Regions from separate parts of the Anser cygnoides genome. Here region 2 is linked to region 1. The links are chromatin contacts, called in public Hi-C maps. All regions are on one chromosome and are shown on one strand. The core of a region is the stretch at or near the end of the contact, and the rest is flanking DNA. Distances in the headings are between cores, read along the strand shown.

What was found. A called contact is a pair of places that touch in the nucleus more often than the background predicts.
Region 2: a Hi-C map of liver shows a contact between it and region 1, with 4 times the contacts expected there. The contact joins the promoter of PLPP3 here to the enhancer-like site in region 1. A contact is called at or near these places in 4 of 7 Hi-C or Micro-C datasets (fetal liver, granulosa cells and liver).

Annotation. Positions count from the first base shown.
Region 1 is chr8:28,757,348-28,764,576 of Taihu_goose_T2T_genome, forward strand. LOC106032991 (a long non-coding RNA gene) reads left to right here. Exons shown (of 8, transcript XR_010833413.1): 6 at 6,378-6,443. Among named protein-coding and RNA genes, the nearest start is that of PLPP3, 190 kb to the right of the region's middle. Within about 2 kb of position 4,729, at least 2 of the 3 cell types and tissues checked have open chromatin away from gene starts, as enhancers often do. A contact at or near this core is called in fetal liver and liver, where this site is marked.
Region 2 is chr8:28,945,250-28,952,478 of Taihu_goose_T2T_genome, forward strand. PLPP3 (phospholipid phosphatase 3) reads right to left here and starts at 2,999. Exons shown (of 6, transcript XM_048062097.2): 1 at 2,313-2,999. The coding sequence starts at 2,451.

The sequences.
Region 1 (7,229 bases), core at 3,479-5,978:
CACTGTCTCCATCTGCACAGTGGTCAGAAGCTCAGCAGCAGATGCTCTGCCACTCTGCCGTCCCTTCCCTTTCAACCAGGGATGGTGGCTGAAACCTCTCAGAAGGTGTGGGACTTTATTCAGTCCCTGCCTCTGGCAGGAGGTCCATGGAGAAATATCTTTCTTGGGTATCTCTGCTTTGACCGTGACCCCAGCACACTTCTGGTTCTTGGTCAAACAAGTGTAAGAACCATCCTGCCCTGTATCTTGACAGTTACGTGACCATTTTAAAATAAAGAAAACTAAATTAATACCTCCCTTCTGGTCTCTCTTGAAGGTAATATTCATCTTGTTTATGTATCTGTGCCCTGATCTGTTATTCTGAATGGATTTGCTCAATTCTACTAAGGAGAAGAGCCCATCACCCGGAGCAGCGGTGACCCCTGGTCCCAGCATCCTCAGAGCTTGAGAAAATCCACACTGGGATCTGAATCACGAGACTTGGCCTCTGCCAAACTGTAAGCTGAGGCCCAAACATCAATAGCAGTTGTTTAAGAAAGGCTTATTCCAAGATAGGGTTTAGCAACGCTTGAGCGTGTTTCCATCCTGGTAGACAGGGACCAGAGCACACCTCCCAGCTGTTGCTCCTCGGCATGGTCCCAGATCCTTGCGAGCCAACTGCTGACCCCGTTCCAGCCTGCCTGGTGGCAGCTGTGCACAGGCAGAGCAAGTGAGCGAGTTTGGAGCCGTGCTGGAGTCATCTGCAGACCCCGCTTCCCACCATCCTACAGCAAAATGCTGCCTCTTCCCTGCTGCCAAAGATTTTGCCAATGGCCATGCAAAAATCCAGTTCTGGAAGCAATCCCCTCCGGACCCTGATATTTCCACCAAAAAAAAGGAAAAAGCAAACAAAGCAGCAGAAGCAGCTACTTGTGTGCCTCTCAGGCTTGCAAAGTCCCTTGTCCGGCAGCTGCAAGAGGCACGCCTGGGGAAGAATGGCCTCTTTTCAGTCCTTGGCACTTTGTTGCATGCACATGGGGCAGCAGCAAAGCCCTTCTGTTCAGTGCAGGCCCTCGATCCATTACGTTTTCACCATTCCCAGTAACCCAAGATCCAACAAGGGGTCCTTTTACCTCTTTTGGGACTGAGTTCGAGCAGGGCTGGGCAAAGTCTTCCTTGCTGAATGGGAGGAGGAAAGGTGTTGATGCGAGTGCCTGGGCGCTGGTGGGCATCTCAAGTCTGCAGGGAAGTCACTGAGCAGTCAAGTTAATTATTTTTAATGAACTGGGCCAAAGCTGATTGTGTTATTTTGTAACATATTAGTTTGGAAAGCAGTGAAAATATTTGGCATCCCTCCCCAGCCATCACAGGGACCTCTTTGTGCTTTCCTTTTCCCCACTTTTCTCTCATGTGCATAGCTGGCTCCCACATCTCCACTTGCTGACGCTGATTGATTGCATTAATATCACTGTAAATATTACATAATCTCCACTTACAATGCTAGAAAGAACCGATGAGTTTTCTGTTGCCAAGGGCTTTCAGGCTGGAAAATAATAATAAAAATAATTCAGAAAAAAATAAAATCTTTATTTTGTTCCCCCCACCCTGCTTATTTATTTATTTATTTATTTATTTATTTATTTAATGCCATTGGCCCTTTTGGTTGCAGACCAAGAAAAGACCAAAACTTTGTGGCTGTTGCTTCAATGGGGCAGTGAAAAAGAGGTGGGAAAAGACAATCCAGGTGTTGTGGTAATGGGGAGAGGGAGCAGTAAAGGATGTGTCAGAGCAGTTATAGAGAAAAAGAAGGCTTCAAAAAATGAGGTTCGAGTCAGTTAAGGAGGATGTGGATGTGCAGGGAGGTCTACACCCCATTCAGGATTTAAAAGCCTTGGTTTTGCTTTCCTGCAGCAGTGGCAGCTCTCTGGGAGTCTCTCGGATGGTGCCCTGGGCTGGGAAAGCTGCAGTGCTGCACGGAGGGACGGAGCAGGGGGGCCCTGCAGGACGATCCTCCCCACCGCCCCGCGCAGCTCCTCCTCCTCCAGCACCAGCCCAGGGTCGTTTGACCTCCTCCATGTAGCACATCCTCCATCCCGGCCTGACCCTCCTTCACGCCAGTCCTGTTTCTCTTCTCTGTCTCCCCGCGGCAGACAACTGCGTATCGGGTTGCGTTTTGAGGCGGGCGGGCTGTTTTCAGCCTCCATAGAAAATCCATTTATCATATCAGCCTTACATTAGCCAAAGTACAGGAGATAAAAATTATCTTGGAAATCTAAACATAGATTCTAATCTAAGGTACGGCAGCATCTGGTTCCCATTACTTTTTTCTTTTTTTTTTTTTTTTTTTTTTTATACTTGCAAGATTTGAACCGCATTACTCCTGTGGCGAGATATTTCTGAGAGCGGAGGGCTGCGCTTCCCAGAACTGTGAGTCCTGCTGCTGATGGCTGCTCCTCTCCCAGGGCTCATCTGCGTGGGAATTGCTGATCGCTCTGCCTGCAGTGCTGGGGAAGCGTGTGTCCTGCTCACAGGCAGGGTCCCCGGGCAGCAGGCTGGGCTGGGTCAGGGTTACGCTGACTTCAGCGCTATCACCACTGCAGCTGGGTGAAAGAGGTCTGCTCGGGGACCTTTTCGTGGAGAAGTTTGCTGTGCCAGGCTTCGCCGGTCCGAGCTGGCTGGGGAGGAGCAGTGGTGTGGATGCTTGGACACAAAGCCATGACTTCAGGCTCCCCTCTGCCAGCTGGGCTCCTCCTGAGCTGTGTGCTGGGGGTGATGAGCTCCCTGCAGGGTGCTGCCAGGAGTGACCCAAACCTACCCATTCTTCTATCCTCAAGGGCTAAATCCTGCACAGCTTAGCCACAGGGCAAGATGCTTGACCTGAAGCAGCACAGCCAGCCTTGCCAGCACCCCACAACTGGCTTCATGGCTTGAGATGCCTGAAGGTACAAGTCAGGTGGCTATGTTGCAGGGACATCCATGTACCAGGCTGGGGTCCCGAGGCCACTAACAGAGCTTATCTGCTCTGACCAGCCACACCTGAGACCTTCAATGGACCCCGCTTGATCTCAGAGCTTGTCTGTCCACCCTGCCTGAGCTACATTGCAGGATCACCTGCCCCTTGCCCTGTTCCTGAGCTGTTGCTTTTTTTCTTCTTTCTTTTTTTTTTTTTTTTCTGGATTTTCTTTAGGGAGCAGCCCCGCTCTTGCTTCTCTCAGATGCCAGCAAGCTTTCTGTTATTTGCAGCACATTGGGCACAGCGGAGGGGATGAGCTGCTGTGAACTCAGCCTTGCCCTGCTGCTTGGAGACAAGTATGCAGCTCTGCAAACTACTGTTTGCCTCTTGAGACAAATTATGGCATACTGCAATAGCTGAGGAATAGCATAAGAGGAGTATGCAATGAATCACAATGCATATGCACACGAGGGGAAAAGTTCAACCTTCTGTTTGCCATTATCTGACTCTTGAAAGCTGAACTGTTCGATTCTTGCATTTTCCTAGCAGTTGATTTCTGTGGCATTTCCTAAGTCTGTCTGTCTCGGGGCAAGCGAAAGAAAGTGCATCACCCCTCAAAACCCTGCAGTTGTGCTGGCTTGCAACTAAAAATCAAATCAAACTGAAATAGGGTGAGAGAGCGGCGATGTTGTGTAATGTGTAACTCTGAATTGCTGTTATGCGTTCAGGCAGCTGAGTGCATTTCTCCAGCTCACCCAGCTGGAGTGCCCCCGAAGCCCACCACCACGGCACAGCCTCCTGCTGGGGAGGAGGTGGGAACAGGCACCGGGAACCTGGGGAAGTGCTGTGGGGTTATAAAACTCACGTTTCAATTAGCAGCGGAGATATCGAGTCATTTTTTTCTGGTTACAGCAACTGGAGTGGGTTTTCTCTGATAGAGACGGGGAAAGTAGAGCGAGAACCTCTCCATTAAGTGACTCAAAGTTGACTTTGCCTCTCAAGGTACCTGCTTTTCCCCAGTAATGATAATGAGGCCATGTGCTGACTAATCTCCTAAATTAGCTCCCTGAGGGTGTATGAATTTGGGTTTTTCAGGGCAGTCTGAAATCCCATCAAACTGCTATTGCCAATACAGGAAATTTAGTCTTTAATTAATTTCATTGTCAGTATGTGTAATTAGTTCTAAAGAACTGTGTTACCCAGGACTAGATACGACTAGGGGATCTGTTAGCCTTTGCTCAATACATCAGATTTTGTCAAACCTCCAAACTGCATAGTGGATACTTGTCCTTCTTCAAGCAAATGTTTAACATGCAAAGAGCAGGCCAGGAGGTTTTCAGTCATCTCTTAATCATCTACTCTGTTTCACATGAGAGGGGGTTTTTCTGGGGGAAAAAAAAATAGTATCTCCTTAATCTAGTGGAAAAATTAGATCCAGAATAATGAGGAAACAGAAGCTGAACACATTTAGAGTGGTGACAAGACATGGGTTTTCAAGAATGACGCTAATTACACATTGAAAGCCATTAGCTCGGTGGCTGGAGGAGTCTACATTCCTTCCTTCCTCCTCTCAGCTGCCAAAACTCTTCTGGAGAGCATGGGCAGAGGCGGTGCGGGAGGTCAGCGCTGCCTCCGCTCCTGCAGCTGGGAGGTGGCGGTGTGGTGACGCTCCCGGCGCCCTGGGGCGTTAACTCTGAAGCCTAAGGATGGCTATCTCCACTCCAGAGGTACTTCAGGGCCAATTCCTTGGGCAGCAACATGTGCTTTTGCTGGGATTGGGAGCAGTGGGAATACAGCCACCCTGTTTCACCCCTATCCTTCCTGAGCCACCTCACTCTGCCCTAGACCTGCTTGTGTGAGCTGCTTTTGTCGCAGCACTGTGTACGTCCTATAGAAGCACGTGTGGTTTGTACGCCTAAAACTGCAAGCTGCGTTGTGTAGCAATGTAAGTAGCTAAACGAACCATTTCGCTTGCATCTGACATGACAAATGAACCTGACAAAAATATGATGACCTTTTCAGTGTTTATAGAGATCTGATTTTTCTGGATATTCTCCTGGAAAAAAAAAAAAAAAGGCTTAATTTCACAGTAATATTTGCTTTCTTACTGTGTACTCAAAGTGGCTGTGCAATTACCAAGCGTAGGAAACTGTTTGTGCCACTTCTTCTCTTTTTATTAAAAAAACAGCTTTGACTTTCTGAACTGGCTGCGTGGAACAGGGAAAGGTCACTCCGGAGAACCGGGGCTGAAACCATGGTGTGGATGCTAATGCGGCAGGAACCGTTTGGGATCAGTGTTTTTGGGTAGGATTTTGCACTGTACCCGGTACAACAGAGCCTGGACCTCAAAGTGCGCCCAAAACACGGTGGGTGAAGGCTGCCTGCAGGGGTTAATTTTGCCCATCCGTGCACTGGAGGAAATAGTGCAGCACTCTTCCTGTATCCACCCCCTTGGGAGCGGGAGGAGGATTTAGGTCAAAGTACAGAGGACCGTGTTACCGGCATTAGCACTTATTAACCAGTTTGATTCTATTAAGGGAAACCTACAGTGAATAATGAGAACCAAGTCGGCCCTTTCCACAAGTGCTTTAACAGCTGGTGGCCTGAGAGCTGTTTTGATGAAATAAATCACCCCAATGGAAAATTCTCTGAAGCCGCAGCCTGTGGAAAGTTGACCAGATCTTTACTGGCAATATTTAGGGATGCTCTAAACAATGAGACAGTTGTTTTTCTGTTCCTTTGTGTATCATGCCTGGAAAAACACGATACCCCTGATCTGGCCTGCCCTTTAATACTTGGGAGGTAGGGCGCTGTTAAACCTGATGGCAGAACCCCTGGAGGGGCTTCTATACTTGTAAAGATTTTAACGTATGCAATTATTAGCAGGATTGTTTTGTCCTCCATTGGAGATGGTGGGGCTGGCTGCAGACGAGCAGGGTTGGAAGGATTTTTTCTCCTGGCGAGCATCCTTTACAGTGCTGCACCTGCTGTGAATTTCTAAGGAAAAAAAAAAAAAGAAAAAAGAAAAAAAGTTGTTGTTGCAATGCGTGCTGCTGCTGTAAAACCCGTGAAAAGTAAATACAGAGGTAGGCACATTGCAGGGTATCTGTAAGGTGTCAGCTCTCTCCCCATGCATGCATGGCAGCATATCCTCCTGGAGCCATCTGGCCTCTGGATGGCATTGCAGCGAGGCAAATCCAGCCTTTACAGCTGCTAGCTCTGCTTCAGCTCCGGTCTAGGTGGAGATGTGCTGGGAAGAGCATCATGTGGGTGGGATTCCTGCAGTGTCTTATGTCTTAGCGTGAACTTCATAGCTCATTGAATTTGGAGGAGGGATGGTTTTTGCCTACACATGGAATATGTGTTCTCTTCATGTCCAGGCTATGTTAGGCTTACCTTGTTCCATTTAATTAATTAATTAATTTATTTATTTATTTATTTTCAGATGAGGCCGAGTCTGTATGAGTTTTACAACAGACAGCGAGACCTGAAGTGGCTGGCTCAAGTACAGGTACGTGTAGATAACTGAGCAGACAGCCGAGTTCCTTTTCACCTCTTCACCCTGACCTCTTCCTTTTCACCTCTGGCTGCAACTGCTTCCTCAGCAGTCTGCATGGGGGAAAACAAAACCTACAGAGCAGAAATGAAGAGAAAAGTGCAATCAAATGCTGGCTCAGCAAAAAAAAAAAAAAAAAGAGATTTCATTTTCACGTACCACTCTTGGGAAGGTCTTCAGTTCAGCCTGCGAGACTAGTTGTCCTTTCAGCATGGGATGGGCAAAAAAATAATCTCGTCTAAGCTTCTCTCAGCTTAGAAATGCCCATGTAGCAGGTTACTGAGCAGCAATAAATTGGGTTAAGGGCGTACCAAAGAGGAGACTCTTCCTGGCTGATTGTCGGTGGTGGCAATTTCTGAGCTAGGTTTGACCCTCCACAAACACCTGCACGCTGCAGAGGAGCTTAGCGTCAGTGTTAAGCGGTGAGGAAGTAAAATAGAAGCAACCTGTCAAATTCTGTTTATTGAGGTCTTTCTCTTTAATTGGGTGTTTGTGGAAGTGGAAGCGGTGGTTTACATACTGCGGAGGACATCAAACCGACAGGAAAGTGCACAGGTGGCTGGTTGAGCTCTCTTGGGTTGCCCTCCATGAAAAATCCTCTGCTGTCCTCCCTGTTGCTGGCACCAATGTTCCTACCAGGGCTTTACATGGAGCTCAGATAGCAGGGAGTGTCACCAGTCCCCAGATATCCACTTGCTTGTCCTGTTCAAATTAAAACCTAACTACCTCCTGAGGTTTTGT
Region 2 (7,229 bases), core at 1,749-4,248, 190 kb after region 1:
ACACCTTGCAAATTAAAGCTGAAGGAAGCTCCTGATAGCATTGCTTTACTTATTCTGATTTTCTGAGATGTTTATGATAATTGTCTTCTGGGTAATTTGGTTAAATTTGTATGTAAACAAACAAGAGTTTGTACACATCTACTGCCTCACAGAAAGCATGTGTCATTTCTGAAAGGCATTTCAGCCATAGCTTATTCTTTTCATTTTTCCCCACAGAATACTGACTCAGGGAAGAATTACAGCAAAATAACTGCAGCAGAAGCCAATGCATCGTCATAGCCCTCTGCAAATCAAATGACCGGTTTTAATATTTCCTAAAGTGGTCCTCAAATGAGAAAAGCCTTCTGTTTCCCTGTTGCTCTGAATGTGTTTGGGCAGCCACTCAAGAGGCGTAACTCACTTTAACTGCACTGGAGGCCATTGGCAATGCCTGCGTGCACCAGCAGAAGACCCTGGCTGAGTGCATCCACCTTAAAACGATTCATTTCACCCAATTCTGCTTCTCATTAGCTTATGTAGGACTCCATTTCTTTACTGGACATGTGAATATCCCTCATCTTGTAACCATCCAGGTTCCTCTTACAGGCTTCAGCTAGAGCACTTATTTTTTCTCCCTCACCTCCAAAGTGTTTTCCTTGTGACAAAGAAAAATGGGAATCAAGTGCTTGGAAAACTGCAAACTCTTAGCTTTCCCTAGAGGAACGCAGAGTGAAGAGCAAGCCAAGCCTCCTGCGAGCGGGGCAGCTGGCTTTCACAGCAACTCATGCAAAGACATCCACCGGCAGGTCCCATACTGCTGGGCTGGACAGATTTGAAAAGCCCATCCACAAACACACACCCCAGGCTCTCCATCACATAATCACCTCCCTTGGCACGTCCCACCAGTGCTCTTCACCTGCATGTCATTAGCCAGACCAAAGCTCTCTCCTTCAGCTGTTGAATTCATGCTCTTACTTTCAAACCTTCCTCACCCTAAAAAACAACCCTTGTGTTTACTCTCTGATTTCCACCTGCAGTAACATGAAACAAAGCAACAATCACGGCTTTTGGTGTATCACATTATTCACTGCTAACAATACCTTCCAGTGATGCTTGATAAGTTCTGTTTACCAAAACCATCACAAGTAGAATAACACATGTCAACTAATTGCTTTTTCATTTTGGACCCTTAGTCTAAAGAAAGAAAAAAAAAAACACACACAACAACAAAAGCCCTTTACCCATTCAAATAGCACTTACTCATGCCAGGAATGCCTAAAGTCAAGAAAACTTGAGTAAATAAAAGTTTAAAAGTTGCGACTCCTAGGAGTTGTTTTACTAGGAATCCAACCTCCTGTTTCAGTAAGTGAGGTAAGTCAAGCTACATTTCTGCTTACATTGGTTTCACATACAGGATACCAAGTATTTTTATTTTTTCCAGATACAAGAAGATGAAGCTTTCTGCACTGGCCCCTATTCTTGTGGGAATATAAAGAGAAAACCATGCCTCTCTTCTTAATATATTAGTGCCTCGTAATATACACCAGATGATCAATAAACTACAGAAAAATTAAATCAAACTGACAGTCCTCAAAAAAACGGGCCCTAAGCAGAAACAATTGTTTTAAAGACTGTGGTGTCTGGAGCATTAAACTCACGTGCTGTTGCGTTATTAATCTCTTTGTTGGAAGCCAGTTGATTTCCCCTGCCTGCGTCTGTCAATTAAATATTCGGCATCGCAGCCATAGTTGACCGGTTGATGTTTTGGCATGCGAAGGCTTTTCGCAGGCAGAGCGCTGACAGTTTCTGTGCCTGCCCCACCACTTCCAAAAGACCAGCGGGCTGAGGCTGGGGCTCCTCCAGGGACTGGGAGATGCCCGAGCGAGCTTCAAAGCAGCTTTTTAAACAACCAAGGGAGATGGAGGGAGGCAGCACCACCACCCCCCCGGCAGAGAACAGAGTCAAAGCTTTGCTCCCCGTCCCCGGAGCCCCTCGGGCTCCTCCATCTGGAGCCCGCAGCCCCCGGGGGGCAGCGGGGACCCTGCCGGGGGCACCCCCAGCGCCGGGGGAGGGCACGGCAGCGCGGGGCCGCAGAGTTAAACAAGTCTGGGGGTTTAATAAAGTTAAATAAATTAGAAAAAGCGGTGGTTCGGGGGGTTGTGCACGCTTCCCAAGCTTGTGTCCCCCCCCCCCCCCCCCCCCGGTAGGGCCCCGCTTTTGTTCGGGAAGCGGCGCGGCCCCGGCCCGGCTCGGCTCAGCCCCGAGCCTCCCTGCCCAGGGGGACCCGGGGAGAGGATGAGGAGGAGAGGGGAAGGCTGGAGCGCCGAGCTCACCCATGACGAGGCAGAGGAAGTCGAGGCAGATGAGCAGCGCTTTCTTGCTGCTGCCTTTGGCCGGGTTGTTGTTCAGCGCCGGGCTGCCCCCGTTCTTGCTCTCCGGCGCGATCGCCTTGTCGTACTTGTAGCTCTGCATTATCGGGGGCGAAAGCCCGAGCCGTGCCGTGCCGGGCCGAGCCGAGCCGTGCCGAGCCGTGCCGGGCCGGGCTCGCACGCGGTGCGCCGGGGAGGTGCTGCCGGAGCCGCTCCCGGCCTCTCCGCTGGGGCCACGGGAGGTTGAAACGCAGGCGGGTCTTCCCCCAAAATAAATAAATAATAGCAACAACAAAATAAAAAAAAAAATAAAAAATAAAAAGAGCAAAACAACAAAGCACAAAACCACCAGCGAAGGTGGGAGGGAAGGAAAGAAAAAACAACAAAAAAAAAAAGTTTGCGGCTGTCCCAGCGGCGGTGGAAAAGTCCTGGAGGAGAAGTCGAAGGGAAGGAGAAAAGCCTCGGCGTGCGCCTAGCAGGGCGGCTGGGTGCCGGGGGAGAGGTGCGGAGCGAGGGGCGAGCAGCTCCCGGGGGCAGGTGGGCTCCGCGCTGCGCTGCCTTGGGGGCTCCCGACGCGCCCGCCCCGGCCGCTCTGGGAGCCACCGGCTCGTTGCTGCACTTTTATTTCGCGAGCTCCTTTCCACCCCTTAGTAAAAAAAAAAAAAAAAAAAAAAAAAAACGAAGGGGGAAAAAAAAATATCAGTCACTTCGCCTCGGATGGGATATCCAAGTAAGCACAGCCCCTTTCCTGCATCTGACATTTTACATACATAATTAACTCCACATTTTTCCCTGAGGGAAGTTGGAAAAGAAAAAAAAAAAAAAAAAAAAAGTCAGGAACTAAAGTTTTTCGCAAACCAGAAGGAGAGAGCCTCTAGCGTTCACAAAGCAGAGGAGTGCAACGGCAGAGGGAGGGGGGGGAAGAAAAACAACCAGCCTTTCCAAGGGAGGACTCCTGAAAGGTGGTTGTGGTGTGGAGGGGGAGAAAACTGGTGACAAACAACTTAAAACTCTTTTTTTTCTCCTCCTGTTTTTTCCCCCCTGCCTCTCAGCTCTGCTCCCTGTGCTGGGACAGGCCCTTTTCGAGTGTGTGCAGTGCCCACAGACCCTAACACCCAGCAGACCCCAACAGGGCCACCACGCAGGGCCGGATCCTGCCCTGCCTGTGCGGGGCTGTAGGATGGGTCAGGGGAAGGCTGGGTGCCACCACCGAAGCCTAGCATCCTCGTCCTCCCGTGGCAGCAGCACCAGCTTTATGAAATAAAATAACGAGAGCGTTAGGAGTTAGGCAGGGAATTGTTACCTTGGCTAATTGTCCCTTTGGTCTAATTAGGTATTGCCAGGGATGCAAATGAAGCGCTCGCCAGGAAGCCCGGATGGCAATTTTAACAGCTCCGAGCAGGGAGGCCGGGGGAGCGGGCAGAGCCTGTGGGTACCAAGGGATGCTGCTCGGGACAGCATCTGACCGCTATTTTTTCTGCTTTTGCCTTGTAGCTGACCTCGGGCTCCCGTCCGCGCTGGAGAACCACCGCCAGCGGAGCTGCAGACTGCAGCCGAGGCGAGAGCCCGCGCCTCGGCGGGGGCAGGTTTTCCAGGAATCTGTTTAGACACATACCTGGGCACATTTGGGCCAGCCTGGGAGGAAGAAAGCGAAGTAGCTGTTTTAATATTTTACTTGTATATGTGCGGTGTAAAAAGAAAAGGGAAAACAGACCTTGGGTTTTTCGCCAATTCTTTCATCGCGCCTCAACGGCATGGACTCGGGTGCCATCTCCCACCTTGCTTTTGAGGAGACAGCTCTCTTTTGCCTCACATCTCATGGTGAGGAGGGCAAAACCATCAGTTTTTGACCCAAAACCATTCCCGGTGGTGACGGTCACCCAGCTGGGGCCACCCTGCGACTCGAGGACACGTCTCAAGGTCTCTCTCTCCTTCCCCTGACCGCAGGTACCAAATTTAGGCTCGCCGGCTGCCTGGAGCGAGTGGAAAGAATCCTCACATGGGAATTGTCACCCACCCAGGGCCAGCCCTGCTGCCCAGCCCAGCTCCCTCCCCAGGGCCTGGCACCGACCCGCCCCAAGGAGCCCGAGGCTTTCAGCAGCCGGCTCCAGCTGCCCTGAGCGTGCATCCAAACCTGCTGATTGACAGTGATCCCCATGGAAACTCCTTGGGTTCAATTCAATTTTGTGTTTAAAGTGAGAAAAATAAAATAAATAAAATAAATAAAATAAAATAAAATAAAATAAAATAAAATAAAATAAAATAAAATAAATAAAGTAAAATAAAGTAAATTAAAATAAAAAAGACCTGTCATTGTAACAACAAATGAGGAAAAAAAAAAAGGCCTTTCTTTTACTTAAAGGGAAAGTGAGGGTTACTGAAATTAAAGTTTTATATTTGCATTTACAAGGCCCCTCAGGCCACTAATGTTTGCATTTTCATAACAAAAAGATTGTGCTGTTAATTGATGCAAGCAATGGCGCACAAAAAAGTCCCAATCTTGGACAATTTCTTAAGGGAACAGCCACTACAATCCCCCATTGTCAAGCGTGAACTGAGCAAGCCATCGGTGCCAAAAGGCAGCTTCTGTGCCTTGGTCAATAATATGCAAGAGATTCATTGGTAATATTTAATTGTTTATTCATAAATGCAATTATTGAATGCATGATGCACCAGCTACCCTTTTAGGGCTCAGCTTTTCTTCTCAGTCCTACTGTAAATTCCTGCCATGGGCTGCACTTCTTCTTGATAGAGATTAACCAAACCAACTGCTTTTATGTTATTGGTGAATTTTACTCCACTTTTTTAGAGATCTCCCACGATTTTCACCATCTTCCAGTCTGAGCTGGACCAGGCCCTAGTGAACAAAGAAGAATCATTCTGATAATGTATCAGAAGATAAAGCATTTGCAGTAAAATTTGTTCTTGCCCAGATCTGCACCTTAACTGCAGTATTTCAGAACCCAACAATATTGAAACAGGAATTGTGTTTTATTCATCCAGTCTGGTCATTTTATGAGAATAAGCTCCTTTAAAACCACCACTGAAGCAGAAGAGGCAGCAATGGGTTGCTTGTACCCCATGTATCTGCAGGACATGGCTCCAACCCCCCCCCATGGAAATCTGCTCGTTCCACAACAATAACTTAAAACTGAAAGCATCTCTTCCACATTCAGCATTGCCAATCATCATGATTCAGGTCAAAGGGTCTCACTTCTGTCAAAAAGAAAGAAAAAAAGTTTAAAAGTTCCTGTTTTCACTTTTTCTTCTATAGGAGAACATGGCCGGGGGGGGCAGTAGGATCTGGGCCAGGGGCAGAGCACCCTACAGACAGATGCGGTTTCCACCTGGTGCCCAGGGTATTTTTGGGGGGAGAAAGAAGGGAAGGGAGGCAGTTACTGCTCCAAGGCTTACGAGTGTATTTCATCCCCCTCGCTCCCATTATTTAATGTAAAATCACTATTAATTGGGTTGGGAGTGCTTTGTCAGCCCCTACAACGTGTTTCATTAGTCTGGCATTACCACTGCAGTGGCAGCCCCATCCAGCCCTACTGTCCCTCTTGTAGGTTTGGGGGATCCCTCCTGCTTTGCCTGATGTGCTGGGGGCAAAACAAGGCCACAGAGCAGGTGGAAGTTTAAAGTGTGTATGGTTGCACGTTTAGTGATGCATAGCCCAGTGCCAAAACCGCTGCCCCCTCAGACATACAGCGGGGTTTTGTGTAGGAGCCCCAATGCCTTTTCCATCGCAGGGACAATTTTTGGCAGCTCTTCTACGGAGGGGACACGCAGTAGGAAGGGGCAGGCGCTGCCTGTTGTATTATTCAGAAGCATTCATGACCACATCTATGGGAAACCTAAAATAAGAAATCGGTTTGCAGACGGTTATCCATCCGTTATCTCAGATCGTTCCCTACCAGATGGGGAAATCAGGAAATAGGTGGTGAGCATCAGGTGGCCTGATCCGGAGGCACAAGGCCTGAACAGCAGTGACCTTCTGGAAAGCCCCAAGGTGAACCACTGCTGCCCTGCTCAGACCTATTCTCAGCCCCATTCCTCCCCAAGCCAGGAGAGGGGCTGTGAGCAGTGGGGAGGGGGCGCAGGGGTGGCCTGCCAAGGCCAGCCCAAGCAGTATTTTCTGCCCTTCATGAAATCAGGCATCCAGATTTATTCAGGCCAGGGGGGTCAGCCCTCAAGCACGTGCCTCAGTGACCCACGGGGTAGGAAGCTGGGTCAGGGACCCATTCCTGGCATCCCAAATCACCCGGGGGTCAGATGCATTCGATTTGCCAACAGCCCTGAAGTCCGGCCTGTTTTGAAACCAGCTTTTGTCCCCCTGCCAAGTTTCACAATCCTGGTGTTCCTCCTTAATTTAATTTAGTTCCCCTAAATCTTGCTGCCTCCTGAAGTGCTCTGGTTACAGGATTCTGCTTCGCATTATTAAAGAGAAAAAAATAAAAAAAAAATCAAGCGACAAGATTAGGAAGAAAAACAGCCTCAAAAAGTCATCCGAGAGACCAAAAGGCACACAATGTAGGAAAGAGCACCTCGTTATTTCACCTGAAGGTGTCGTGAAGCCAAAGGAGCCCGGTTTGGGACAGGGGCCCCTGGGCGCAGGCAGGGCGCACAGCTCCTGCGAAAGCAGCGTGGGCTCCTTGTCCCCAAAAAGGAGGCTGACAGCACCCCCTGCTGCCTTGTACCTGCCTCTGCTGGCCCAGCAGCATCCCTCAGCCCCGGTCCCACAGCCCTGGGGAGGCACCAGAACGAACCTGGGCTGGGAAATCAAAGCAGAGCTTAATGACGGAAAGGGCACGTTAATTATCAGAACCCCCCGTCCTGCATAACGCGCGCCCTCCCCAACTGGTGGCATTAAAAGGGATTTCA